6 separate regions of the Mus musculus genome follow, and regions 1, 3, 4, 5 and 6 are each linked to region 2. Evidence: chromatin contacts called from public Hi-C, HiChIP or PLAC-seq and promoter capture Hi-C data. All regions are on one chromosome and are shown on one strand. The core of a region is the stretch at or near the end of the contact, and the rest is flanking DNA. Distances in the headings are between cores, read along the strand shown.

The links. Promoter capture Hi-C pulls out the DNA fragments that hold promoters and counts their contacts. A called contact is a pair of places that touch in the nucleus more often than the background predicts. HiChIP or PLAC-seq counts read pairs in DNA pulled down with a chosen protein or histone mark. Capture Hi-C pulls out chosen DNA fragments and counts their contacts.
Region 1: a promoter capture Hi-C map of adipose tissue shows a contact between it and region 2, with 2.8 times the contacts expected there. The contact joins the promoter of Wdr11 here to the promoter of Bub3 in region 2. A contact is called at or near these places in 2 of 39 promoter capture datasets (both in liver) and 1 of 9 other capture datasets (adipose tissue).
Region 3: a contact with region 2 is called in a promoter capture Hi-C map of stem cell-derived epiblast-like cells, with 3 times the contacts expected there. The contact joins the enhancer-like site here to the promoter of Bub3 in region 2. A contact is called at or near these places in 2 of 39 promoter capture datasets (liver and stem cell-derived epiblast-like cells), 1 of 115 datasets of contacts at active chromatin or transcription factors (embryonic stem cells) and 2 of 9 other capture datasets (adipose tissue and liver).
Region 4: a promoter capture Hi-C map of pre-B cells shows a contact between it and region 2, with 5 times the contacts expected there. The contact joins the promoter of Abraxas2 here to the promoter of Bub3 in region 2. A contact is called at or near these places in 8 of 39 promoter capture datasets (the C10 cell line, the HPC-7 cell line, embryonic stem cells and 4 more), 4 of 484 Hi-C or Micro-C datasets (B cells, CD8 T cells and embryonic stem cells), 6 of 115 datasets of contacts at active chromatin or transcription factors (astrocytes, embryonic forebrain, embryonic stem cells and 2 more) and 3 of 9 other capture datasets (adipose tissue, liver and pancreatic islet).
Region 5: a contact with region 2 is called in a Hi-C map of CD8 T cells, with 5 times the contacts expected there. The contact joins the promoter of Nsmce4a here to the promoter of Bub3 in region 2. A contact is called at or near these places in 3 of 39 promoter capture datasets (liver, neutrophils and pre-B cells) and 3 of 484 Hi-C or Micro-C datasets (CD4 T cells, CD8 T cells and the G1E-ER4 cell line).
Region 6: an H3K4me3 HiChIP or PLAC-seq map of pro-B cells shows a contact between it and region 2, with 6 times the contacts expected there. The contact joins the enhancer-like site here to the promoter of Bub3 in region 2. A contact is called at or near these places in 3 of 39 promoter capture datasets (liver, pre-B cells and stem cell-derived epiblast-like cells) and 3 of 115 datasets of contacts at active chromatin or transcription factors (embryonic stem cells, large pre-B cells and pro-B cells).

What each region holds. Positions count from the first base shown.
Region 1 is chr7:129,589,540-129,593,796 of GRCm38.p6, reverse strand. It overlaps Wdr11 (WD repeat domain 11), which reads right to left and starts at 1,934. Exons shown (of 29, transcript NM_172255.3): 1 at 1,734-1,934; 2 at 710-821. The coding sequence starts at 1,819.
Region 2 is chr7:131,557,016-131,561,817 of GRCm38.p6, reverse strand. Bub3 (BUB3 mitotic checkpoint protein) reads right to left here and starts at 1,448. Exons shown (of 8, transcript NM_009774.4): 1 at 1,364-1,448; 2 at 914-1,108; 3 at 212-281. The coding sequence starts at 1,108. Hmx2 (H6 homeobox 2) reads right to left here. Exons shown (of 2, transcript NM_145998.4): 2 at 3,804-4,802.
Region 3 is chr7:132,963,319-132,967,948 of GRCm38.p6, reverse strand. It overlaps Zranb1 (zinc finger, RAN-binding domain containing 1), which reads right to left. Exons shown (of 10, transcript NM_207302.3): 3 at 1,255-1,442. Among named protein-coding and RNA genes, the nearest start is that of 1500002F19Rik, 32 kb to the right of the region's middle. Within about 2 kb of position 2,043, at least 4 of the 459 cell types and tissues checked have an H3K27ac peak or open chromatin away from gene starts, as enhancers often do. A contact at or near this core is called in stem cell-derived epiblast-like cells, where this site is marked.
Region 4 is chr7:132,856,117-132,860,861 of GRCm38.p6, reverse strand. Abraxas2 (BRISC complex subunit) reads right to left here and starts at 1,637. Exons shown (of 9, transcript NM_198017.3): 1 at 1,529-1,637. The coding sequence starts at 1,627.
Region 5 is chr7:130,544,770-130,549,156 of GRCm38.p6, reverse strand. It overlaps Nsmce4a (NSE4 homolog A, SMC5-SMC6 complex component), which reads left to right and starts at 1,776. Exons shown (of 11, transcript NM_001162855.1): 1 at 1,776-2,165; 2 at 3,185-3,262. The coding sequence starts at 1,883.
Region 6 is chr7:132,890,600-132,894,950 of GRCm38.p6, reverse strand. All of the region lies in intron 1 of 1500002F19Rik (a long non-coding RNA gene), which reads left to right. Among named protein-coding and RNA genes, the nearest start is that of Gm46003, 4.1 kb to the left of the region's middle. Within about 2 kb of position 1,365, at least 29 of the 459 cell types and tissues checked have an H3K27ac peak or open chromatin away from gene starts, as enhancers often do. A contact at or near this core is called in pro-B cells, where this site is marked.

The sequences.
Region 1 (4,257 bases), core at 685-3,184, 2.0 Mb after region 2:
CTTAATTACTAATGTGAACAGACACCATGACCAAGGCAGCTCTTATAAGGACAACATTTAATTGGGGCTGGCTCACAGGTTCTGAGGTTCAGTCCATTATCATCAAGGCTGGAGCATGGCAGAGTCCAGGCAGGCATGGTGCAGGAGGAGATGAGAGTTCTACATTTTCATTTGAAAGCTGCTAGTAAAACACTGACTTCCAAGCAGCTAGAATGAGGGTCTTAAAGCCCACATCCACAGTGACACACCTACTCCAACAGGGCCACACCTTCTAATAGTGCCACTCCCTGGGCCGAGCATATACAAACGGTCACAGGGCTTTTACAAAGACACACAAATAACCAGCAAGTCTATGAAAAGATGTTCATGAAATCACAGATTATATTCGCCATGAAATCACAAATCAAAACCACAGTGTGACTCACACCCACAAAGACAGTTACACTTTATATTTTCTTAGCACATGGTAGTCAGTGTTCAAAACTAATGGATGAGGGGGTGCTATGGTAAATGACAGAACTGGTATTTCCACTCACCTTTTCAAAGTGCCCCAGAACTAGCACTTAACAATGTATTCTGGATTGACATTAAGTCATGGGTATGTAAATGCTAGGCAACCCTAGATAATTGTATTTATATCTATGACTTAATGAGAACCTGATGACGTATTAAACTTGAGGTTATGGGGCTGATGTGTGACTTAACTTACCTTAACAATATCAGCTTTATGTTTTTCTAGAACTTGTAGAGTTTGGGCAGTATTGGAATCGATCACTACCACCAGTGAATGGCATCCATATGCAATTAAACCTTGCCAGCCCCTGGCGAAACAAGTGTTAAAATATAAAACAAAGCGACTCAACTTTGCCTATCATAAACAAATCTAGTTCACATGTGCCATTATTAGTAGTACTTCTTAAAGTGAAAGGCTTGTGATATTGTTCCATTTACAAAACACCCCCAGCTAAGTTTACAAATATTTATTGAGACTCATTTTCACTCAGATCAACAGTTCTAAAAGATATCTACAAAGAGCTCTGATGTGCAAAACCAATCTGGGCTGGTTTTGTATGAACACATGCTGTCTTATTCAGCATTTAATAACATTTATTTTTTATAACAACATAGAATCCACAATGCCCCTAGGATGAGTGACTAGTCTTAGTCCTTTCAATCAGATAAAAAAGTACATGAGAGGTCTCAGCCTCCGCAGCAACATTCCTAGCACAACAGTAATAGGATTTGCCTCACATGGTTAGTTCTCAGAACCTGGGTGTTATTTCACTGTGGAAAGAGAACTGGCTGTGGAGGCCGTGCTTCACGGGAACCAGTAAAGATAAAAGTGGGAGTAGGTAAGTGACAGGACACAGTTTGGGGCATTGTTGAATGCATCTAAGTGAAAAAGAGGAGTCTGAAAGAGTAAGAAAGAGTCAGGACCAGGAAGAGAAAAGGAGACAAGGAGAGAAGCCCTCCCGGGTGCAGGCTGGGGAAGAGGAAATGGGGACAGTAAAGGAATGAGATGCGGAGAAAGAACCCAGGACTGAAACTGTCTGCACCGAGGACCTGCCGGCTCCAGGCATTTGCGACTTATAGGACAACACAAATGTCTCAACTAAAAGCAAATCTGCGAGCTGTGGGACGCTGGCCGCGGTCTAGGCGAGGAAAACCGGAAGCCCAGTGTTCTTCCCCGTCCCCTCGCGAACTGCGGCCGAGGCCGGAAGCACTGCCCTCACCAGTCCACCGCCGCCTTGTTGTGCGCGTTGAGAGCCCCGGTGAGGGTGCGCGCTGACACCTTGAAGTTTACGGTGTAGGGTAACATCGCGGCGGCACCCCGGCCCTCCCCACCGGCAGGCAGGAAGCGACACGAGCAGCTCTTCCGTTCCAAAGTCCGGGTAGTCGCGTCCGCGCCAGCAGTTGGGTTCCGTGAAATCCCAGGTTCCTCCTTCCAATAGTCCGTCGTCTCTCCAGGAACTAGGACTTCTAGGTTCCTCCCTCTCCAAAGTTCCGAAACTCAAGTGAATCCCATGGAGTGTGGGTTGGAGCTAAGCATGGAAGAGGGGTTCTGCTACCAGTCGCATCTGCTTTCTTCCTTTTGGGAGAAAGATTGCTGGAAATCGTGAAAACAAAACAATAAAACTCCCAGTTTGCTTTTCTGCCTTTGATATGTTAATTTAGGGCAACTACCATTGCCAGCCACTGTTTGTTGTAGAAGGGTCCTGCATGAGAAGACACAGTGACTGTCTACTCACTAATGCTCACTAATGTTTGTTCTCTTTTTATTATGTGATAACTATCCTGGCTAATAGGGTTTGCATAACTCGCTCCCAAAGGACCATGTATTAAAAAACGTGATTTTCCCTACTTTAGGAAGAAGGGCCCATTGGGAGGTTTTTAGATCACTAGGAGAAGCGCCCAGGTTGGGGTGGGAGGTGCTGTTGAAGGGAATTGTTGGACCCTGGTCTTTTCCTCCTTATTTTTTGTGGCCCATGAAGTGAAAGGTTTTGCCATCTTGCTGTGCATCGTCACCATGGTATAGGTTCAAGAACAATGGGGCAAACCAGGCATGGACTAGAAGCTCCGAGATATTGTCCTTTAGAGACTGAGTATCTCGGGTGCTTGTTTCAGATTTGGAAATCTGGCCAACACACAAGTGAGGTGAGGAAGACTCAGTGAGTAAAGATGTTGAGTGTCTTTTAGCAGCAATTTAGCCATTTGTAATTATTTTTAAAAATACCCTATTGGGATATTTTAGCTCACTTTGTCTTTTCACTTCTGAGTTATAAGTATTCTTCGTTTATTATAAATTGAAGTTCCTTTTCATATATATATACATATATAATGTTTATTAAAATATACAAAAGTATGTGTTGAATAAACATATAATATAGAAATATATTTTATGATATGTATATTATATGATATATAGCACAATACATTATAGAAATTATATATTATAATATGTAGTATTATAAAATATACATACATAATATAAATACATACTATGTTTATATATAGATTATATTACAATATTTATATATAAGATTTATATTAAAACATATAAGATGTATATAAAAAAACCACTGTCGTTCCATAAATGTCAACATGAACCTTGAGTCAATTGGCTACGCAAATATTCCCAGCAAAGTCAAAGGCTGCAGTTAAGAGGACTTAAGTGTGTTCTCCAGCACCAGAGTGAGACAGCTCACAACCACCTGTAATTCCAACTCCCAGGGTTCACACCCTTCTAGACTCTAGTGCTCCTGCTCCTACACAAGAACATACCCTCACATAAACACATAGTTGAAATGAAAGGAAATCTTAAAAAATGATGAAATGAAACAAATGTTGGTAAGTTGTTCTTTTGATATTCTTTACTATATATGTAGATTTCATCTGTATTTTTAGTTACTGAAACTGCATAGCATGATGACTCTTGGAACCCTGCTGATAGTCCTGCTCAGTGCTTGCATATGTAAAAATCTACATGAATGTCCCTCTTCTCCTGCATCTTCAAGGGGCTCATGGAAGGTCGGTGTTACTGAGGGCTTTAGGTCACTCATTGTGACTCTGAGAAGCATCTTTAACTCCTTTCAGCCTCTGTGCTGGCTTCAGTGAGACGTCCCTCACCATCCTGAGCATTAGAGCATTTGATTTTTCAGTTGTCGGTTGTTTCGTAGGTTCAGGAGGTCTGGCCTGGATGGAGGAAGTGTGTCACTGGGGACAGATTTTGAGAGTTTAAAGGCTTAGATAGACCATCTCAAGTTTGTTTTCTCTGCTTTCTGCTTGTGGTTTGAAATGTAGTTCTCATGTGTTCCTCCATCTTGCCTGTTGCCATAATTCCCTGCCTTGATTGATGCTTATCCCTCCAGAACTGTAAGTCTAGATAAACTTTGTCTTTCCTAAGTTGCCTTGATCATAGTGTTCTGTCAGAGAGATAGAACCTGCACTAATACAAACTCCTTCCCCCTGTTATTGTGGCAGAGAAAAGGATTAAATTAGACCAAACATTTACAAAGCCTTAACGTAACACTTAGCTTCCTATAATTCCTTGTTTATTTACTGATAGGCATAAAACAAGGCCTGCTGTTTTCAGTGACTGCATTGCTTCCTCTAAGATATCATTTTAGCAGATAAAGACCTTTCTTTTTGAAGGCATGGCTTGCAAGAGAAGAATTGATAAGGATTTGGGTGAAAATAGAGTCCAATTTGGCTTGTGAGCCTCCAAGACACAAACACCATGACAGCCAGCTTTAAAAT
Region 2 (4,802 bases), core at 199-2,698:
AAAAAAAAAAAAAAAAAGACAGTGCTCAGAAGGGGCTTTACTGCAAAATTCAGGTTCCATTTGTGGTAACTTAATCCAATTTTAAAAGTCTATTATCAAAGCCGTGTTCCGCCTTCACATAAGTACTGAAAACACCTACTCTTCTTAAATAAGCATTTCTACACAAATACACTAGTAAAGAAAAACTGGTAAAATGTAGCTATATTAATACCTTGATCAGTGTTCAAATCGTGCATTTTCAGTTGATGATCTAATCCACCACTCCAGGCATGCGTTGGATCCTACAAAGCAAAATTTGGGTTTGATTTTTTTTCTTTCTTACTTTTTTTTTTTTTTTTTTGGAAGACACTATGTAGCCCTGGTTGGCCTCAAAACTCAAGAGCTCTTCCTGCCTCTGCCTCTGGGATTAAAGTTGTGGCCACCACATCCTCCCACCCCACTCTTACATTTGGAGCCAATTCAAAGTTACAAAGCTTTAGCAAGCATTTTCAACATTGCTATTTCTACAGCCAAGTGTTATGTCCAGTGTGACAGAAACTAAGAAGCAAACAAAAATGCAAGTTAGTGATCTCCACAAGGAAGCAAATACAAGGTGGACACCAGGAGTTAAGGCTAAATTAGACAACATTCATTACTTTTCAAAGGATAGCTAAAAATCAGTCTTGCTGCTAACTTCAATTATCTATGTCCAGAAAGTTTACTCAAGTCTGAATTTACAAATGGAGATTGAAATTGCCACGAGAGAAGAAATAAGAACACAAACCATTGTAGTAGGCTTGATGCCAGGCTAAAGGGAAGAATTCCCGAGTAGTTATGAACTATCAGAATTCTCGAACCGTGTATGAGATGCTACTGGCAAGGCCTAGGACATCTCAGTATTAAGGGGACAGGAGCAGAAACTGAATCCACCTACGTAGAAGGCGCAGTCCAGGACAGCACCAGTGTGCTGGTACTTGAGCCTCATGGAATTGGCGGGCACATCGTAGAGGCGCACAGACGTATCCCAGGAGGAGACCAGGAGGAACTGGGATGTGTTGGGGCTGAACTTAACCGAGGAGATGCCATCCTCGGGTGGCTGGTTCAGCTTGAATTCGTTCGAACCGGTCATCTGTAGAACAAAACGCTAAGTCTGAGTTCCTAACCGGAGCAACAGAGGCCGGCCACGGCCTGCGCCTGCGCGAGTCCCCCTTGATCCAGGCCGGCCGCCATCCCGCTTCCGCCGAGCTCCACCCGGCCTGGCCTCCTTCCTTGCCCGCAGATCCCCATATAAAACACAATGGACCTCGACCGGATCCCTCTGTGCATCGATGCGCCGGCCACGGGCCACAGATCCCGCTCCGCCCGCCCTCGCCCGAACCTCTACCTCCTGTCCGCCTAAGCAACGTTTCTGCACCGGCCACTACCGATCCGCTTCCCTCCGAGCACTCGCAGGCAAAGCGGAGAAGGCGGAGAGGAAGCTCCGGAGCAGGCCTATCATTGGCTGATTTTGAACGCCAACGGCTCGATCTCGGCAGCTGATTGGTCTGATTTACTGCTTGCCTCATTTTCCGCAGTCATCCTGTTCCGGCTCAAAGGGAAGCCGCGTTTCCCCCCCCCCCCCCGTTCACCGGGTCTCTTAGTACCTCCACGCCGAGGTTACATCTCTGGAGCTGCGGAGGGAAAACTACAACTCCCAAGTATGCTCAGGTCATGAAGGCGTTCACGCCCGCCCACAATTGTATGCTGCATGCTGGGAGTTGTAGTCTCCCTGGAGCTGCTTGCCTGAACATCCACAGACTAGAAGGCAGAAAAGAGATTTTATCTAGCTCTTGTGACATCCTTCTCCTCTATCTCTCAGACACAGAATTTCATTTTGGTTGATAACTACTATAGATATAAATTAATATTTTCTTTCTAGCCGTGCACATACCCCTGGACTTAATCCAGACTAGTCATACTGAAGAATAATTTCTAGTCAAAGGTACTATTTGCTTTTATTTTGCTGGGTTATCAATTTGTGAACTAGAGACTCATTTCCCTTGAGTTCTAGTGATCTCATTTTTATCGTTTCATCTCTCCACAGTTTTCAAGCACCTGAATGTCAGGCCTCTTAAGCAGCTCTGGGAATACACACTCAGTCAAACTACTCCTTGCTTTAGAAGAGTACCACACCCATAAGGGTGAACAGAGCAGGACACAAATATTTCCAATCTTTAACGATCAGCCAGAATCTCTTAGGAATGTTCATCATAGGACCTAGCATTGTGACTGTCCTCCCTCTCCCACCTTCCTCTGCATTATCATGGAAGTTGCAGGCTCAGTTTGCTGCACTTTCTGTTTCTAGAATCCTCTAAAAAATATGAGAATCAAAAGGTTGTTTTGGTTCTGTGAGAGAAAAGCAGTACTTAACAAACAACATAGTAGCATACTGACATGCAAAATGTTACTGAGTTTCTAATTAATCCTTGGATACAACTTCTTTTTCTCTGTCCCATCTTTTTGAGACAATCCCTTTTATTTTGAAATTGTTGCATGAAGTAGGAAGTTGTCTCTAGTTTTAAACTACTTAACTTTCAAGGTACATTTTTAAAAAAAAAGAAAAGAAAAGAAAAGAAAAATGATCTTGCCGGGCAGTGGTGGCGCAGCCAGCACTTGGGATGCAGAGGCAGGTGGATTTCTGAGTTCGAGGCCAGCCTGGTCTACAGAGTGAGTTCCAGGACAGCCAGGGCTACACAGAGAAACCCTGTCTAAAAAAATAAAAGTAAAGAAAGAAAGAAAGAAAGAAAGAAAGATCTTATGTGTGCACAGACTCTGAACTAAATGCACTTAAGATTCCTGACAATAACACACACACACACACACACACACACACACCAGTCTTTTGTCCTGATGATGGTTATTATGGCTAAAATATTCTGGTTGTCTTCCCTCTCCAAATAGTTCTAGTATGTGGTTCTTTCTCTCTCTTCTCTTTCAACAAATCAATGGCCAAGTTCAATTTTTTTTAATGCATTGAGTTGTTTTGCATTCTAAGTTTAGCCAAATAATTTTACCTCTTGACTTATTTGGTTCTCTTTCCCAGTTGTTTATTTAATTCTATTACTGTTTCCAGATTCTGAGCATAAATTACCTGCTAATAAAATCTAAGCATATTTCATTATCCCATGTGTGTATGATTCAGGCCCCTCTGGCCGCACACTTGCAGCCCAACTCTATTTGAGTTTTAAGAAACGTCAATCTTGTAAATCAAGTTTAGAGCCTGAAAAGAGATGGACTATTTTGCTGATTATTCAAATGAATTGCTAGACTTGAGATAGGAAATCTGGCCACAAGCAGAGTCTTGACCATTTTACAACACAAATGTAAAGTAAGTATGTGTGTGTGTGTGTGTGTGTGTGTGTGTGTGTGATATTCAGTTACCTGTTGCAGTGGTGAGTCGCCTGCCACAGCTAATGTCTGGGTGAGTAAAGAGAGTCAGATATATACCACATGACAACTGCGGGAAATGGCATTCCCTAAAATATTATGGGCAAACTCAAGTCGTTAATGCCGACAGTGACAGGAGGAGGAGGTCACTACCTATGGAGAAAGCCATCCTGAAGCAAATATGATGACCCAATACTGTTAAATCCATCACCGAATTGTAATCTGCTGAAAGGCAGATCAAAAGCATCCGAACGGAGTATGTTTTTTTACAAGACAGTCCTCTGAAGTAATGTGGTTGTTTCTGGGTGGAACACTCAAAGAATGCTGTCAGGGAAAGAATGTAGAGAGGTTATCTGGAGTGAAAACTACGGTGACAGAAAAATACACATATCCAATGAGCAATTGAAAACACATATTTAATAAGTAAGAAGAGAACTGATAGGCCTCTTTGTGTTCTCCTTTGGACCACCCCAAATTTAGTGTAGGTTCTTAGCACATGTTGAGACCTCAACAAATACTTATTGAGGTGAACACAGCTAAAATAAAACAAATGTAAGCAAACCAACCTAGTATTGCCCGGTGCATTCTTGTGTAGCATCCATCTAATGTCACCTAGGAGGAGTTGCAGGTTTTATAAAATATAATGTGTTAAGAAAAAAATAGGCAATATCAGAGCAAATCTCTTCTGCCAGGCATATTTCACGGAATGATATGGGCCATGTAAACGTTTACATTCTGTGAATTTCTACAAAATGCAAGTCATTTCGATGCCCCCTTGGCTCAAAGAGACCGGTCCCTCAGGCACCAGGTTTTCTTCTGAAGAAAGAAATAGATAGGGCCTTGGCGCTGCAGACTCCTAGCTCTTTGCACCCTGATCAACCACTGAGGGGAGGCGGGCTGGACCTAATAACTCTACCTGAGGCCTCCTCCAAGCTCCAGGCCCATTTCTGACATTTAACAAGGAACAGGTGGATGCTATGAAAACGTAGAGAAAATACAGTGCTGTGATTTGCATGATCCTGACGAAGCAGTTCTCCGGGTGCAGAGCCTCCCTAACCCTGCATGGAGGCAGGCAGCCGGGCACTGCAATCCTCAGTGCTCAATTCAGAAACAGCTGCTGCAAGTTAGCCAGTGATCCGACCTTTTTGTCATTCACGGGCAAATTTAACAACTACAAAAAGAAACTAGGGAAGCGCCCGTGTCATCTGCTCCACGAATCCCTCCAACGAAATCTGACCCTTAGGCATCACTTCCCGCTCTGCGCAGAACTCTCGCAACTGTGTCACCAGCGGGAGACCCCTGCGAGGGCTGCAAGCCAGTCGCCTGTGGCTCTGGAACCCAAGCGGACGCTTTCTCTCACCCCACGTTTTACTCCGCGCAGGAGGACGCCAAGAACG
Region 3 (4,630 bases), core at 794-3,293, 1.4 Mb before region 2:
CTAGTCTGTGTTTTGACATATGAGATATATGAGATTCTGTGAAGGGGAAGGAGGAAAGGCAGGAGGAGGAGCAGGAGCAAGAAGAGAGAGAAACTTGCTGAAATAGGATTTGCTCTAAGCATTAAGGGAAAACACCTCCCAAGTTCTTTCCTAAGTACTCAATAAGAATTACCTTTCATGTCTCCACTTTTCTAGAAACTCAATAAAGGAAGAGTTGGCATACTTACAATTATATCCTCCTCAGCCACAAAGCTTGGCACATAGCAGAAGTACTGAATAAATATTTCTTAGTTGAATGAACAAATAAAAGATAAGTCTCCATGTGTTTTAATAAAATCTAATGACTCAAATATTGTGGAGAAAAGTCCCGCTTCAAAAGGCTATATTGCTAGGGACAATGGTGTAATGAGCAACTTCATCAACTCAGGAAACTGTATGTATATGCATTTCAAAGCAAGATGTTGTATGCATGGTGGATCACTTGACCCTGGAAGATCAAGGCCAGCCTAAGCAGCACAGTAATATCTCATCACAAAACGGGAAGAGGGTACATTGGTAAGACAGTCTATAATCTAAGCACTTGGGAGATGGAACAGAGAAGGATCAGAAGTTTAAGGCTATTCTTGGCTACCTACAAAGCTCACTTGAGTTACATGAGACCCTATCTTTTAAGAAGCAAAAATCAAACAACGACAAAAAAAACATACCAGGGAAGGAGTCTCCTTTAAAATACTATGAAAGGAGCTAGCATGAGAGGTGGCTCTGTAGTTAAGAACACTGGCTGCTCTTGCAGAGGATATGAGTTTAGTTTGTGGCACCTACATAACATCTTGCAACCAACTATAACTCTAGTTCCAAAGGGATCTAACAACATCTTCCGGCCTTTGAAATCACTGCACTCATATTGTCCACACATATACATACAAGCAAGCAAAAGATTCATACAAAACTATTAAAATCTCTTAAATGTAAAATGGTTTTTAAAACCAAGTAAAAATGTTTAAAACATTTAAGAATAGTTTGAGAAAACACTGTTACATTAAAAATAAAAATTAGGGCTGGGGACATAGCTCAGTGATAAAACACTAGAATATACAAGGCCCTATACTCAACCCACAGTGTAACCACAAAAACAATAATAATGAAAAAAACTAAAGAACCTATTTCTTCATATAAGAACATTAAAGCTGGTGACAGTTCAGTGGTAAAACATTTATTTACCCCTAAATTCAATAACCAAATCACCATACTTACCTCTGTAAGCAATATCGCTAACATGTCCTGCCTCTGAAAGCGTATGGCCAGATGTACCAGAGTGTAGCCAACATCAAAAGCAGAAGGACGGTTCAGCAAGCGTACTTCATCTGCAGTAAGCTGGCGTGCAATGTCTCCTCCCGATGACTTGTATGCTTCTATGGCTGCTAAGTCACCTTCCACAACACCTAAAACAAGCACCAACATAGAAAAGAACTTATTTTGTTTCAAAAGGTATATACAGATGAAGTGACCACATTAAATTCTTTCAAACATTTCTTTGTCCTTCCTGGATCCTGGGATATCATTTACATCACCTAAAGAAAATAAGGAAAATTAGTATTTCTCTACAATTTCAAAATTTCCAGACTAGAACTGCCTAGTTTGGTACTTACCTCTCACATCATGGCTAGGCTCCATTCTATGGCAAGCTCTAACAGTAAGTGGATTAAAATTAATGAGGACAACCTAGTTTGAGAAACTAGACTTCACAGAAGAAATGAACCTTTATTGTTCTGTACTGACCCTGATCGCAAAACCCAAAGAGACGTACATGAGCTTTCAATTGGTATTTGCCTGTTTCTGCCCTTTACCTGCTGCTTGCTTTTTTTTTTTTTTTAAATAAAAAGAATTATTTATTTATATTATGTAGAGGAGAACACTGTAGCTGTCTTCAGACAGACCAGAAGAGGGCATCAGGTCCCATTACAGATTGTTGTGAGTCACCCTGTCTTTGCTGAGAATTAAACTCAGGACCACTGGAACAGCGGTCAGTGCTCTTAACTGCTGAGTCATCTCTCCAGCCCCCTTTACCTGCATTTTTAAAGCAGAACAAACACAGAGCTTTCTACTGTGCCGTGTAGGTCTAAAATAATTTTCATTTTAAGTAAAAATTGACAGCATTTTGATTTCAGAATCTCCTAAGACTTCCTCATATATGTTACAAATTGTTCATGAAGAGTCTATGTGTACTGATTCACAACTGTCATTGCAGCCCTCTGCTTAGGAGATAAAAGCAAGAGGGCAGGATGCTTATGAAAAGTCTGGACTACAACAATGATTTTCAGGCTAGCCTATGCTAGAGAAACAATGTCTCTAAAGAAAGTGGATAGTGTATACCTTTAATCCCAGCGCTTGGGAAACAGAAGCAGACAGATCTCCATACAACATGGTCTACTGGGGGGGTGGGGGGGGACACTACACAGGCAGGGCAGTGATAGTTGTTAAAAAGAAACCTTATACAATTTTAAATATGCTAAAATAAAACAATTAGAATAGGAATATAAAATAAATACCATTTTCAAAGCCATAAACCTTCTATTCCCATTTAACTATGTTATTAACCATCACACAAATTAATGTTAAGTAAAGAAAGTACTTACTGAGCAGCATGGATAATAAACAGCCTTGAGGGGGAGATAATACACACTAGCTTTTAATAAGTACAGTAAAACAAATTACCAACTTTTTCTGTGTTTCCTAAGTTGTATCAGAAAAAAACATTCTTCCAAGTAAATGCTAAAATTAGCTAAAAATATTCTTAGTGTGCGTTTGAAAGGCATTTTAATTGCCATGTTAAATTAGGAATCGAGATAAAAGTACTCTTTATACCTGGTATAACACAACAGTCCCCTCTTTATTAAAGAAACCAATCTTAAAATTGATCATTTAATTTTCACACTCACAGGATATCTGTGGTGTGTGCTCTAGGCAATATGAGAAGCACAAAAGACAGTAAGTACATGACACCAATCTTCCCAAAAATCCTTTTAAATCACATCTGTGAGACATGAATGAAGTCAGCTTTACAATTTTTCAAACTCTGAAAAGTCATGGATCTTTTCCACAAATCTAACTCTGGCCCCAAACCCCAACATGTACATACAAACTTTTCAGGATAGGGTTCATAAGAGCGCATGCATGATGTTGTGGACTGCATAGTACTAGTTCTTAGGTCTCTCAGACAGGAGGATCCAGTGAGCCTAAGAGCTTAATGAGCGCCTAAGTAATAACAACAAAACTTTTCAACTCAAACTATAAATAAAAGCCGACTACATTTAAGCTGGGAGTGAAGCTTGCCCCATGGCTAGCCTTTTGCCATGCATGAACAACCAACTGTAACTCTCATGTTACTAAAGAAGAATGTCACCAGGCAGTGGTGGCACACACATTTAGACCTAGCCTAGTCCACATAACTAGTTCCAGAACAGCCAGGGCTACACAGAGAAACCCTGTCACACACACACACACACACACACACACACACACACACACACACACACACAAAGAATGTTTTCTTACAAAAATTTTAGTTTGCATTTTGGGTCAATACATTGCTTGCCACACAGTTCAACTATAAATGCCAACCCTAATCCACTTTAAACATAAAGATTTCAAAACATCCTTGTGAAGAACAGTGCCCTAGAAGTCCCTAGGACCAAACTGTAGTAGAGTTAGCATGAGACAACATAACATCTTCCTGAAGCACAAACCTTAAGAGCACTTATAAGTAGTAATGCTTAAATCACAATTGTCTATCGGGTAAAGAGTTTACTATTTCTAATTATGTTCAAGTAAACAAAATGCCTAAAAATGATTTAATGTAATTTGTAGTATTCAAACTGGGTATACTCACCATCTCCTTTTATTTCTGTAATTTATTTTATTTTGATTGATAGGGCCTCTCAATGTAGCCCAAGTCTAGAACTCACTGTATACTAAAGGATGACCTCAAACTTGAGGCAATTTCACCTCAGTCACCCAACTGACAGGACTACAGGCATAGGCCACTGCACCCTTCTCTACAGTCTTTACAAAGACAAGTGTTTCCCCCGTTCAGTCCTATCAGAGCAGGAACTCGGGAGGAAGTATAATTCAGTAATAGCACACAAATCTAACAATCAAAAGGCAATGGGTCTGATCCCCAAAATAGGAAGTAAAAAACACTACATCTCTGTACCTTTTACAGATTTTGGCTTAAAACCTAAAAATATTATCTATTTATAAAATACATATCACACATAAAATGCACCAAGTTCTAAAAGTAGCCCAAGAGCTTATCGGTATACCTGAATAGACAAAGAGGAAGATTTATGCATATGTGTAACACATATTTAGACATGTATAAAACTGTTGTGTGCTCAAATACTTTTTCCCCCAAAGTACATTATGAGGTAATCTAAAGCTAAATACCAAGTGACTTCTTTCTTTGGTTTGGAAGAAGAGAAGACCCTCTAAATCTCTGTCTTTCCTCTTCAGTTAAGTCACTATATAGCTGATGTCTTACAAGTTCTTCATTTGTTTCCTTACTCACGTTTCTGAGGGACTTCTGAAATTAGCACTAGCACATGGGGTGAGATCAGACCAAAGGCACACC
Region 4 (4,745 bases), core at 388-2,887, 1.3 Mb before region 2:
CTTTTAAGTATTCCACACCCATAACTGTGGTAAGGTTAATATAAAAATGTATAATCATATAAAACACAATTCAAACTATTGGCCTTGTATAAAATTTCTTCCCTCATGCCAAGTAGGAGATAAATATTAAGGAAATTGCTATTAAATAGCTAGAAAGCTAGAGCTGGGTTTAATGGCTTCCCCTTGAAATCCCCACACTTAGGATTGGGGGTGATCAGGAGTTCAGGGCCAGCCTTGACACTATCTCAAGACAACAAAGAATAAATAACAAGTGAAGAAACGGAACTATGGCAGTTTCTAGAAATACTGTCCAAGTTTCTTATCTTTATAATAATCTTGTCTTATACACAAACTATGACATTCCTAGGTACTCTCTAAAACAGAATAAATAAGCACCCTGAACTCGTAACTGCAGTCCATGGACGCTAGGAACTTTACAACCACTTACAGTATTAAGAGCTAGCTGCAATACTGAAGGCTAGTAGGTCAGAGCTGGCTTTAGGAAAAAAAGCAGAACAATGCTGAATATATTCCTATCAGTAATCTCTGCCATCAACACTGCAGAGATGAAAAGAACAGTAAATTCATTCCACTCAGTATACTCATGGAATCGCCTCTCAGAATCAGTCTTTATTAATGGAATCGAAGATCAGTGACATCAAACCAAATCCAGTTTCCCTTCTAACTACTGTTTTTATAATGACAACCACAAAAAGCCCCATCTCTTATTCAATGAATTTAAATCGTTCACCAATAACAACAACACACACACAAACCGCTAATTGGTGGGAGAGTAATGTCCTGTAAAAGCACCTATTTCACAAATAATTTCCAGAGGTCAACGGCATTGAAAGGCAATTCGTAAAATAAAGACACCGAAGAGTCCTATGGACTCCATGGCCTGTACATTTCTGATCGCTCATAAGTGGGCCTGTCACTTCCCTCTTAAGACAAGTTCCGGGGATTAGAACACTCGCTGAGGAACTAAACAGGCAACTTTGAGGAAGTGCAAACAAGACTCTGCACCTAACGAGCCTATTCACATTCTCCATTTTCCACTGGGGTGAAAAAAAAAAAAATCCAAACAGCCACATCTGATAAGTATGAACGGTGACAGACACGACGACCCGTGTGGCCGGGGGTCAGAACTTGGATCCTCTCCTAGATTACAACCCAGACCTTTGAACTCCATCCCGACCCAAGGCACTCAAGTCTGGAAGCGCGATTCTCAGCGAGGGGTAGGCACCCAGTTTTGGCTAGGCGACTCCTGACACTGGCGGGGCCGGGCGCTTTAGGTCCTTTGGACTGAGAACAGCTGTGCCAGGACCCGCCCGAGGCCGAGAGCGCCAGAGAAGGGCCCGCGGGGTGCAGGAGCTGGAAGGGGGCGGGAGCCGCCTGGGTCACCAGCTCATCGGTTTGTCCCGGGGATTGAAGGCCGAGCCTCCAGCGGTCGTCGCTTGGCCGCAGGCGCCGGCCTGAGGAGGAAGCCGAAGGCCCCAGCGGCCACGGCAGGGGGCCCGGCACCTACGTGGTCGGCGTTGCTGTTGGCGCTGTGGAAACACACAGCGCTGAAGGTGTAGCCCGAAATGGAAGCCGCCATGATGGAAATCTCCACCTCCCCCATCATGCCCCGCGGAGGGTGCACAGCCTTCCGGACGCCCCGCCGCTGAGCATCCTGGGAAATGAAGTCCTCCAAGCTACTCGAAGCTAGGACAGGGAAGTAAAGGATTCCAGATCAAAGAGAACCAGCACCTTCAGTTTTGTGTGTTCCTCAGACACCGGCCTGTCTGTACAGCCTTGTTATAATCCAGTTTGTCCCTTCTGCAAATGAAGTTGAAGGATGGAAGGCCGGAGATGATTCCAGCAATTGAACAGGTTGAGATTTGACTTGGGAACAGCATGATGTAATTTCAACTTGAACAGACCACTTTGCCTGCCTGGTTGAGACTAATGCGTAGGAGAAATGGAAGGGAAGGAGATTTACAATAATCCCCACCTGGTGCAGTGACAGGGGAATTATGGTCAGAAGTAGTGGAGCTGGTAAAACGATTGGATTCTGGACTCAAAAACAATTCAAATATAAGTCGTGTAAGGGCAGAAGGGTTGCATGTCGGAGGCCAGCCAATGAATGCTACATAGACTTGTTTCAACAAACAACAAAAACAAAAACCTTCAAGTTTGACAAAAATCATAGAAGACAAAAACAAATAAGTAGCAATGAATAAACTATCAAATTTAGAAAGAAAAAAAAAAAGGGAACTATTTCTTCTGCAGCTTGCTAAGACTTCAGTATTCCTAGCTGGGCTCCTGATTTCCCTACAGAGCTACTTCTCACTTCTTTTCCAAGTTCAGCAAATAAAACTGTTTATGACAATTACTCAAATCAAAACCTTTGCAGCTGGGGCTGGAGAGATGGCTCAGAGGTTAAGAGCACTGACTGCTCTTCTGAAGGTCCTGAGTTCAAATCCCCGAAACCACATGGTGGCTCACAACCATCCATAACGAGACCTAGCGCCCTCTTCTGGAGTGTCTGAAGACAGCTACAGTGTACTTGCATATAATAAATAAATAAATCTTAAAAAAAAAAAAAAAACCTTTGCAGCTAGCCTTAACAACTTCTTTTCTCTTGTTCCCTACATCAGATCAGCTAAAACGATCTTCAAAAAAATACTGAGTCCTACGATTCACTACCAGCACATCTGCCACCCTGACCCAAAACACCATTTTCTCTCTCCTGGTTATGACAACTTCTCAGAGTCCCAGTTGGTGGCAATTTTGCCCTTAAGGGATGCTTGACATTGCTAGGAGATATTTTCCAATGCCAACCCCAGGGGAAGGAGGTAAACTCAGGAAAGGCCTCATAACAGAATTAACCAGTCCAAAATGTCGAGGTAATGAAGTGAGGCTGTTGACCTGCAAATATATCCTCAACACAGTCAGTGAAATGATCATGGTAATGTTTAGATATAAGGTGTCAATTATACCTGGCCAGCCTCCAAATCCTACGCCGACATGCCCTCCCCCTGCATTCCTGCTTCTGCTACCCTGATAGACTTGGCTACAGCTACAACAGTAGCCTTTTTGCTTTCTGGAAGCACTGAAAGTTCATCAGGTCATAGTGCCTTTACATATGTCCCTTTCCTCTGCCTGAGATGCTGGTCTCTTGGACAACTATATAGCTCACTGTTTTATGCCTGCCCTGGGTGCTTTGAAAGGCCACCCAGACCTCTTCTTGCAGGACTGATTGATTTAGCCTGGCTGCTGGGGAAGTTTTCCATTGACAGCTCCCAGTTCACATCTCCTGGAACTATTCCCTGTGAGAGAGAACCTAATTTTCCAGCTCAGTTAGTTTTCTTATCCAGTTTAAGACCACCTGCCTAAGTGCCACCCACAAAGAGCTGGGCCTTCCTACATCAATTAGCAATTGCTGGAAATAAAATCCGATGGCTCACTTTTCAAAGGTGTCTCTAGCCAGCTTAGGTCCAGCTAACAGTGAACAGAAAACAGAAGGCCCTTGCTAATGCTTGATAGTCTAGCTAAGTACCCCTCCCCCAAATGTTAATAAGCTACTCCCCCCAAACTGAAAGTTTAGAGTATAAAAAAATCTCAAACATCCAAACTTTTCTACAAGATCATTCATTGGTTTGATATGCTTTAAAATATGCAAGATGTGAAACATGGAGATAGATCCAGACATGGTTTTGGTTGTTAGGACTATATCCTTTTAATTATTAAAAAAAATAAGAAAGGGTCATTCCTTAGGGTTTGTAGACAGTGTTCTGCATTCAGTAGGCTTGCTATCATAGGCTGACACAGAAATTTTCCAGGTTGCAAAATAAACTGCTTCATTTTCTCTACTCTGAGTTACCAGTACTCTTTTTTTTTTTTTCCCCCGAGACAGGATTTCTCTGTGTAGCCTTGGCTGTCCTGGAACTCACTTTGTAGACCAGGCTGGCCTCGAACTCAGAAATCCGCCTGCCTCTGCCTCCCAAGTGCTGGGATTAAAGGTGGGCGCCACCACTCCCGGCTCAGTACTCTTATTATGAAGTGAGAATCATTGTTTCTGACACAATCAAGAGGGTCTCCCACAATTGTGCCCATAGGTTTTCACCATATGGGTTGTGACCCCAAATGTCAAATATTGTGCATGTCAGATAACAGTAAGAAAATTACAGCCCACCAAGCCAATCTGATATAGACAGTTTCTCAACTGGGGGTCTCTTCCCAGATAATTGTAGGATGTGTCAAGTTGACAAAGCTCACCAAGACAAACTCTTACCACCATCTAGCATTGTCTGTACTTTTAATTCTATTTCCCTGTTTATTATTTTTTCTCTGCTAGCCTATTCTAAAATTCATGAAGGATTCATGTTTTAGTTGCTTGCAGTTGCAATTTTTTTTTTGTCCTATGGAATTAATGCCAGGCATGGAGATACTGCCTATTTTGTAACTGTTGAGTAAATGTTGTGTGGGAAAATGTAGAGTTCAAAGGAAGATGGTTTTATTCTATCAGCAGGTTGCTATAGAGATATGAAGATATGCTGGGTTGGTGGTGTGTGCCTTTAATCTTAGTATTTGAGAGGCAGAGGCAGGCACCACTAGCCTAGTACAAAGTTTGTTCCCTGGACCCCGCATGGTGAAAGAAAGGAACTAACTCTTGAGGGTTGTCCTCTGATCTCTATACTCACAATGAAGGTGTGTGTGTATGTGTGTGTGTGTGTGTGTGTGTGTGTGTGTGTGTGTGT
Region 5 (4,387 bases), core at 527-3,026, 1.0 Mb after region 2:
TAAATAAATATAAACTCATCACCACAGAGTGGAGAAAAGCCCCCTGGACTTCAACATCGGACTCTGATCGGACATCGGACACTGCTATAAGCTTGCGTTTTATTTGTTAAAGAGATTTGCTATGTGTGCGCATGTATGCCTGGTGATGCTACATGCATCACGTATGTGCAGGAGTCCAAAGAGGGTGTCGAATCTTCTAGAACTGTTGTTCTAGACAGCTGGGAGCCACTATGTGGATACGGAGGACTGATGCCAGGTCCTCTGTAAGAGCAGTAAGTGCTCTTAACTGCTGAACCATTTCTTCTCAGTAGTCTACATTAATACAGAGAATAGTATTTCATCAATCACATTCACCCCTTCTTCCCCACACACTCTTCTGTGATGTCAATGCAAATTAGTGTTTTAAATTAACCCAGCAACATAAAATATGAAGAGATGCACTTATATACGTGTAAGGGTGTCTATGCATAGCTTCCTAGTTCTTTTTTCTTTGGAGGCTCTAGAAGCAATGATATCTCAGTAGCAGTGAGCTCACTAGGCTTTGGATCTTGGTCTCAAAATCCTCTCAGCCTTTGTGAGGTAGTTAGATTCACGAGGATCAGGAACTCAATATTAGCTTCAGCTACAGGGTCAGTTTGAGGCCAGCCTGGGTTACATGAAATCCTATGTGAGAGGGAGGGATGGAAGAAGGAGAAGTGTGTGTGTCAGAGGGTAGATTACCTCAGGATTCCTAAGGTGGCATAAAAACTGGTACATGGGCGGGCGGTGGTGGCACATGCCTTTAATCCCAGCACTTGGGAGGCAGAGGCAGGCAGATTTCTGAGTTTGAGGACAGCCTGGTCTACAAAGTGAGTTCCAGGACAGCCAGGGCTACACAGAGAAACCTTGTCTCAAAAAACAAACAAACAAAAAACAACAACCAAACTTGTACACGGCAGTGTGGATCCATAATCCTAGTGCGTTGGAAGTGAAGACAGGAAAATGCCTAGATCTTGCTGGCTATTTAAGTCCTGTCAAAAAGACGAGTTCCAGGTTCAGCTAGAGATGCCTTATGGTAAAGAACGTGGAGAGTGGGCTGGAGAGATGGTTTAGAGGTTAAGAGCACTAGTTCTCATAGGAGTAGGGTTCCATCGCCGTTATCCACAGGGCAGCTCACAAACCCTTCTTAACTCCGGTTCCAGAGGAGGTGTGCACGTCCTATTTTGACATCTGAGGGCACTGCATACATTTCGTCCACAGTGTGCACGCAAATAAAGGATGTATATACACACACAACAAATCTAAAAAATGTGGAACTGAAAGAGGAAGACCCCTGAAGCCAACCTGCCGTTTGTACCCGCAGATGCACACTTGTGCATGCGTATCTATGTACAGTGCACACACACACAATTACATGGAATGATATGTATACATGTATCTTTGAAACCACATTGCATATAATTATCTTCCTCAGACCTGTTATAGGGTATCTGTTGTTAGAGAATCAGCTGTGAACCTGCCGTGTGGTGGTGCAGATATTTAGAAGGAGGCTTAACAGTTTACTATGGTACAGTCAAGGAACCCTGTTTTGTTTGTTGTATCCTCCCCAAGGCCAGAGGAGCCAAAGAGACAATGGGAAGATGCATGACTAAGTGGGGTGGGCATTAGGATCAGAGATCTAAAGTCCTAAGACTCTTGCTTGCAGGGTGGAGTAACTAAGAACCAATGCGAGGCACAGACACAGCCAACGCCGCCGCGACCTCCGGGCCACAGGTGTCGCTGTGTGCTCACGCGCCAGCCGGGGAGCTGCGTTGCTCCTGGAGCCGGCGCTCGAGCCCAGCCGGGGGTTTCAGTTTCTGGCGCGAACTTCCGCCGCTCCGAAGTTGCAAGGCGAATTGGCGCGATGTCTGGCGACAGCAGCGGCCGCCGGTCTGAGGGCCGGGGCCGGGGCCGCGACCCGCACCGGGATCGCACCCGCTCCCGGTCCCGCTCGCGGTCCCCGCTGGCCCGCCGCGGCGCCGCGCCGGAGCGCAGGGAGGCAGCGGAGCGTCCGAGCTTGGAGGACTCCGATCTGTCTGATTCTGGGGACGAGCTGATGGACCCGGCCTGCTTGGAGGCCGAGTACGACCAGGGCCTGTGCCGCCAGATCCGCCATCAGTACCGCGCTCTCATCAACTCTGTCCAACGTAAGGTGGCGCTTTGTGGCTGCGCGGGCCGGTGGCGTTCCATGGCTGGGGAGGGCGGTGGAGGTGCAGGCGCTGGCCGGTCTGCGCAGGCTCGCGGCAGCGCGCTTTCGCTTGTTTACGAAGTGCAGCCTACGCGACCTTGGCGGCGGCCGCGCAGGTGCTGTGTGGCCGGCTGGAAAAGCGGGAGACCAGACCTGGTGGTGACTTGAGCTCAGCTAGCCAGTAGGGAAGACAAGCACACACCACCAGATTTTTGTTCAATCTAGCTTGCTCCTCGTGGGCGCCTGAGCTATGGAGTCCCTTGGGATTGCTAAAATGCACATTTCCCTGCCCAGCTCGGATACACTGAATCAGAAATGCTGTACAGGCCCAAGCGTTTGTTGTGTGGCTCTCCAGATGAGCCTGTTGCTTGAGAAGTTGACAATCCTTTCTTAATCGAGCCCTTGTATTGGGAAGCCGAAGAGTCATCCCTTTGCACATTTGGGGAGCAAGTGTTTCCTGTCAAGAGTTCAAGTTTTGAGGGCTGGGGAGATGGGCAGATGCTTCTCTTGCGACCTTAATTAGATTCCCCAGAACCCTCTAAAGTGTCTCCTAAAAGTAGTTCTGTAAACTTGTATCCTCAGCCGAGGGGAAGCAGAGACCCTGGGTCTCTTTGGCCAGCTCACCTAGCCTTCTTGGCTAGTTCTATAGATAGATAGATAGATAGATAGTTCTATAGATAGATAGATAGATAGATAGATAGATAGATAGATAGATACCCTGTCTCAAAAGGCAAAGGTGATGGTGCGCTGAGGGAAGGACATCAAAGGTTGACCCCAGGCCTTCTGCACACACAGACGTTCAATTTGCTTGGAACAGTAGTAACATTGTCTCTTTCTGTAAAAGATAAAGCCTTTTTCTGTTAAAGAGATAAAGCCACTCTAATCATTACCCAGGCTGTAGGAGTGGAAGGAACTGTAAGTTGCTACTTATTAGTGAAGGATGTGCCCAGTTCCCTAAGCTTGTATTCTTTTAAATAGAAAACCGGGAAGACATACTGAATGCTGGTGACAAACTAACAGAGGTCCTGGAAGAAGCTAACACTCTGTTTAATGAAGGTAATTCATGATTTTAAATCTGTTATTGCAGCTTATACTCACTGGGTTACTTTTATAGAAGCCAATTATTGTTGTTCCATAATTCCCATTTACTAGTGCACAGGCCCAGAGCCTTTTCCGTTTTAGCAACAATACTGTGCACTTACCACTTGGTACAGTGTATGCTTTAGGGTTCTTCGAAGATTTCTAGAAGTCAGGAAGGAGTTGTACAGTCTGTTTTAAGAAGCCTCTTCCATGAGCTGGGCAGTGGTGGTACACACCCTTTAATCTCAGCACTGGGGGGTGGGGGAGGGGCAGAGGCAGGTCTCTGAGTTCAAGGCCAGCCTGGTCTGCAACTGTCTGTTCCTGTGCATCTACAGCTACACACAGAAACCCTGTCTCAAAAACAAACAAACAAACAAACTAGCTGGGCGTGGTGGCACACGCCTTTAATCCCAGCACTCCGGAGGCAGAGGCAGGCAGATTTCTGAGTTCAAGGCCAGCCTGGTCTACAAAGTGAGTTCCAGGACAGCCAGGGCTACACAGAGAAACCCTGTCTCGAAAATAACAACAACAAAAAAGACTAACAAAAAAGAAGCCGTGATTCTTTTGCTGGCTTGAATTTGAAAGTTTCACTTGTATGTTCTGTTAAGCAGATAGATGAACTAGAGAAGAGTGCAGCCAGCTTCAGAGATCCTCTTTTCTTTTCCTTCCTTGGTCTCCCCTCCTTTAGCTATTGATCCACCTATAACCTAATGGAGGTGCCTCATCTACAGGCACACCTCTTGTGTGTGGTTGGGGACAGTGGGGAAGAACTTTCCGTGTTGAAATCTGGCTCCTGGGAGTTTTCTATTTGTTTGAAGTTGTGTGTCCATGTGGGTTTGTGCACATGAATACAGTTATCTGTGGTGGCCAGAAGAGGATATGGGATTCTTCTCAGAGCTGGAGTACACGGAGGGTGTGAGTTGTCTGACAAGGGTGTTGGGAACCCAACCCAGAGGCCTCTTGGAAGAGCAGTACTCTGTATTAACTGCTGGTCCCTCTTCCCCAGCCGCATGGGGGCTTAAAACCACAATATTAGTTTGAATTAAAAGCAGCAGCAGTTGGTTGTAGTGGTGACCGCTTTGGCTGGTATCCAATGAGCAA
Region 6 (4,351 bases), core at 116-2,615, 1.3 Mb before region 2:
AGGATTCTCAGGACCTTATGTCAGCAAAACAGGAAACAAGGCCAACAAGCAAGAGCACTCAGATGCACTCAGACCTTTACAAGCGTATTTTCTGTACTCCACTCCAAGCACAATGCAAAAGAAACCTTTCACCAGGCGTGGCGGCGCACGCCTTTAATCCCAGCACTCAGGACGCAGAGGCAGGCGGATTTCTGAGTTGGAGGCCAGCCTGGTTTACAGAGTGAGTTCCAGGACAGCCAGGGCTACACAGAGAAACCCTGTCTCAAAAAACAAACAAACAAACAAACCTTTCAGTTTAAGAAAAAAAAAAATGGGGGCCCAGACAGATGACACAATGGTCATCTGCTCTTGGAGAGGACCCGAGTCTGGGTCTCAGCACCCATGATGGGCAACTCACAACTACCTGCAACTCCAGCTCCGGGGGACCAGACACCCTCTCTGGCCTTTATGGGTACCTGTACACGTGTGGAATACACTCAGAAAGATGTACATAAAGCAAAATAAAATATGGGATAGAGAAATGGCTTCTTAGTCATTGTTCTATTGCTGTGAAGTGACGTAATGACTAAGGAAACTTTTATAATAGAAAGCATTTAATTGTGGGCTTTCCTGAAGTTTCAGATGTTAGTCCATTATCATCATGATGGGGAGCACGGAGGCAGACATGATGTTGGAGAAGTAGCTGAGAGACTGGACCTGATATGGGCTTTTGAAACCTCAAAAAATGTGACATACTTTCTCCAATAAGGCCACACCTCCTAGGCCTTCTAATCATTTCAAATAGTGCCACTCTCTGGTGACTAAGCATTCAAATATATGAGCCTATGAGGGCCATTCAAACCACCTCAGATGGTTCAGTGGTTAGGAGCACTGGCTGCTCTTCCAGGTTCAATTTCAAGTACCCATATGGAAGCTCACAACTGTTTGTAACTCCAGCCCCAGGCAATCTGATTCCCTCTTCTGAGTTTTGAGGACATGAGGCATGCACATGGTAAACAGACATGTGTACAGGCAAAACACGCATACAAATAAAATTAAATAACAGCATATCAACAACTGACGCCGAAGTGATGGCTCAGCAGTCAAGAGCACTAGCTATTCCTCCAGAGGACCCAGGTTCAATTCCCAGTACCCACATGGCAACTTAACTTTCTATAACTCTAGTTCCAGGGGATCTGACACTCTCACACATACACACATGTTTAAAACATCACTGTACACAAAATAATAATAAAAATAAATTATTAAACAAATAACAATTTGGGGCCTGGAGAAACAGCTCATTGTTTAAGAATACTGGCTGCTCTAACAGAGAACCCAGGCTTGAGTCTCAGCACCCACGTGACAGCTTACAGTCAGCTACAACTCCAGTCCAGGGGATCTGACACCCTATTCTAACCTGTGAGGGCACTGACTACATGTAGTGTGGACAACACATCCCTACATATATCAATCAATCAATCAATCAATGTAAAATAATGGTCTAAAAATAAATAATTTTAAAACTAGGGGTAGGTTTATAGTAAATTGACTTCTTCAGTCTGACAGAACTTCTACAAAAAAGGACACAGCCCATTGTGGGTGGTGCTAATCTAGCAAGTACTCCTGGGTAGTATAAGAAAGCAGGCTGAACAAGCCATGGAGAGCAAGCCAGTAAGCAGTATTTTTCCATTGCTAACTTTTGTTTTTCTTTCAGTTTCCTGCCCTGACTTCCTTTGATGATGGACTGTGATGTGGAACAGACTCTGAAATAAACCCTTTCTTCCCCACGCTGCTTCTGGTCATCATGTTTTGTCACGGCAATGGTAATCCTAAGATTCAGTTAACGGCCAGGAAGGGACAGGAAGGGGACTTCTCAAGCCCAGTGTATTTCCTTCCTTTATCGTTTATTTATTTTTATGTTTATGAATGTTCAGCATATGTATATATATATGCACCACATGTGTGCCTAGTGCCCAGGGAGGTCAGATGAGGGCATCAGATGGTTATGAATCACCATGTGAGTGCTGGAGTTCTCTGAACGAACTAGTGCTCTTTACTGCTGAACTCTCTCCACCCCTGTGTCCTAGTTCTTGATCTTCAGGCCAGTTACCTAGCCGAGGTGACCGGGAGGATTCTGTATGTTCATGATTTGTGTCCTCTTCTGTGCTCATTATACCTCGATTAAAAACTTACCTGAACAAAAGAGAAGGGGAAGAAAGGAAGAGAGCAGGAAGGGGTGGGGAAGTAAAGGGGCGAGTGGGGTAAGGAGTGGGCTGGACACTGCTCCTGCCTGGTCTCAGGGTGCCTGGAACACTCTGCTGTACTCACGTGGTTTGGTTGGGAGCAGATGGTTTGAAAGAGGTGCCAGGACTCTCTTCCACCCACCTCTGCTCCTGAGGGCTTGGATGTCATCAGCCTTGCCCATAACTCAGCCCACTCTCCCTGGTAGATGAAGATATGAGTGCCAGCCCCCGGATACAGAGCTGGATTAATCTGCTCCTCCACCTGGGTATCTGTGTGGGCAGGCTGAGGGAATGTGCAGGGGGAATCTGGGTTAACTGCTGAGATGGCCGTCACCCCCCACTGCAGGTGGCCTTCCCCAGCCAAGCTGGGCTGGTGGGGGAGAGAGCGACTGTGCTGGTCAGGAGGGTCCCAGAGGTTGCTGCTGCCCCAGGTGTGGTACCTTTGCCCGTGTCTGGCTCTTGCCCGCATACACTGGACGTGCCAGGACACTGTGAAGGGCATCTCAGGTTGGGCAAGGACAGCCGCACTTCCTAAACTGGCTGCCAAGCCCTGTGGGGCTTCCAGAACATTTGAATGTTTCTGCTCTTTGTTTATGTCTATCTAGGGCAGACTACCCTTTCCCAGGCTAGCTTTCACTGAGCCCATCTTGATTGAGAGCAGCTGTAGAGGAGGCAGGAGGCATCCTCCTGGATTTTTCAGCAGCTTTGGGACATTGGGTACATCATGATGCATGCCAGCATCTCTGGTCTCCCTAAGAGACAAGCGCAAAGCATCCTTGGCTGCCTAGTGTTGTAGCCACTAGCCAGGCAGCTATTTAAGGAAAATTGCATTACATTTTAAAAAGTGCATGAGTGTACAGGTGTATACACAGAGAGAGGCCAGAGGGAGACATTAGGCATCTTACTCTGTCACTCTCCACCTAATCTCCTAGATATTAGGTCTCTCATTGAATGTGGAACTTTTGGGCTAGGCTAGTAGCCAGCAAACCCCATGATCCTCCTGTCTCTGCCTCCCCATCCTCAGAGCTGGGGTTACAGGTGTATATGAGTGAGTGTTTTTTTACATGGCTCTGGGGGATTTGATCTCAGGTCCTCATAGCTGCACAGCAAGTGTTCCTACCCACTGAGCTACCTCCCCAGGTTCTTTTTTCTTTGTTTTGACTCAGTGTCTCACATATTCTGGCCATCCTCCACTTTTCCATATAGCTGAACTTCTGACCTTTCTTCTTCTATATCCCGAGTGCTGGGATTATAAGCATATTACCACCGTACCTGATTTATGCAGTGCCAGGAATGAGCCATGGGCTTCCTGTGTGCTACTACAGTACTCTATCCCAGCCCTAAAACTCAATTATTTTGTTGTTGTTGTTTATTTGTTTGATTATTTGGTTTTTGTTTTGTTTTGTTTTGAGACAGGTTTTCTCTGTGTAGCCCTGGTTGTCCTTGTAGACCTGGCTTGTCACTCTGTAGACCAGGCTGGCCTTGAACTCAGAGATCCACCTGGCTCTGCCTCCCAACTGCTGGGCTTTTAGGTGTGCAGGGCCACTACATGGCAAAATTCATTTCTTTAGAACGGCCAGGCACATTTCTGAGCCCACGTGACCTGACACAAGCTGGGAGGTGGAACAGAAGAGGGCAGAAGGTTCTCCTAGGCGGTGCTGCCCCATCTGAACTTCTGTGTCTATATTCTACTTTATTATCATTACTATTGTGTGTGCGCGCATGAGTCAGAGTTCGACTTTCAAGAGTTGGTCCTCTCCTTGCACTATGGTTCTGCGGATCTAGATATATTTCCTTTTTTCATTTTGCCCAAAGCTCACTCAGAGACCAATCTAACCAACTGAGAAGACTTAGGAAAGGCACCCAATCCTTCTTCCTGTCACCTCCCACATTCACCCTGTGCTCCTCCATAGCCCATTCTGTGGAGGAGACCTGAGGACGGGGCTCTCAGCACCCACACCTGCCAGTCCTGGTCTGTAAAACTGGCCGCCACAGAGCACAACTTAATTCTGGACACTAGTAACCTCAGTGAGTTACACTAGTACTCAGTTCTCTCGGCTTTGTTTGTAAGTTCTTATGCTCTGCCACTTAACTGTTAACACAGCCTTCCGAGGTAAGTATTGTCA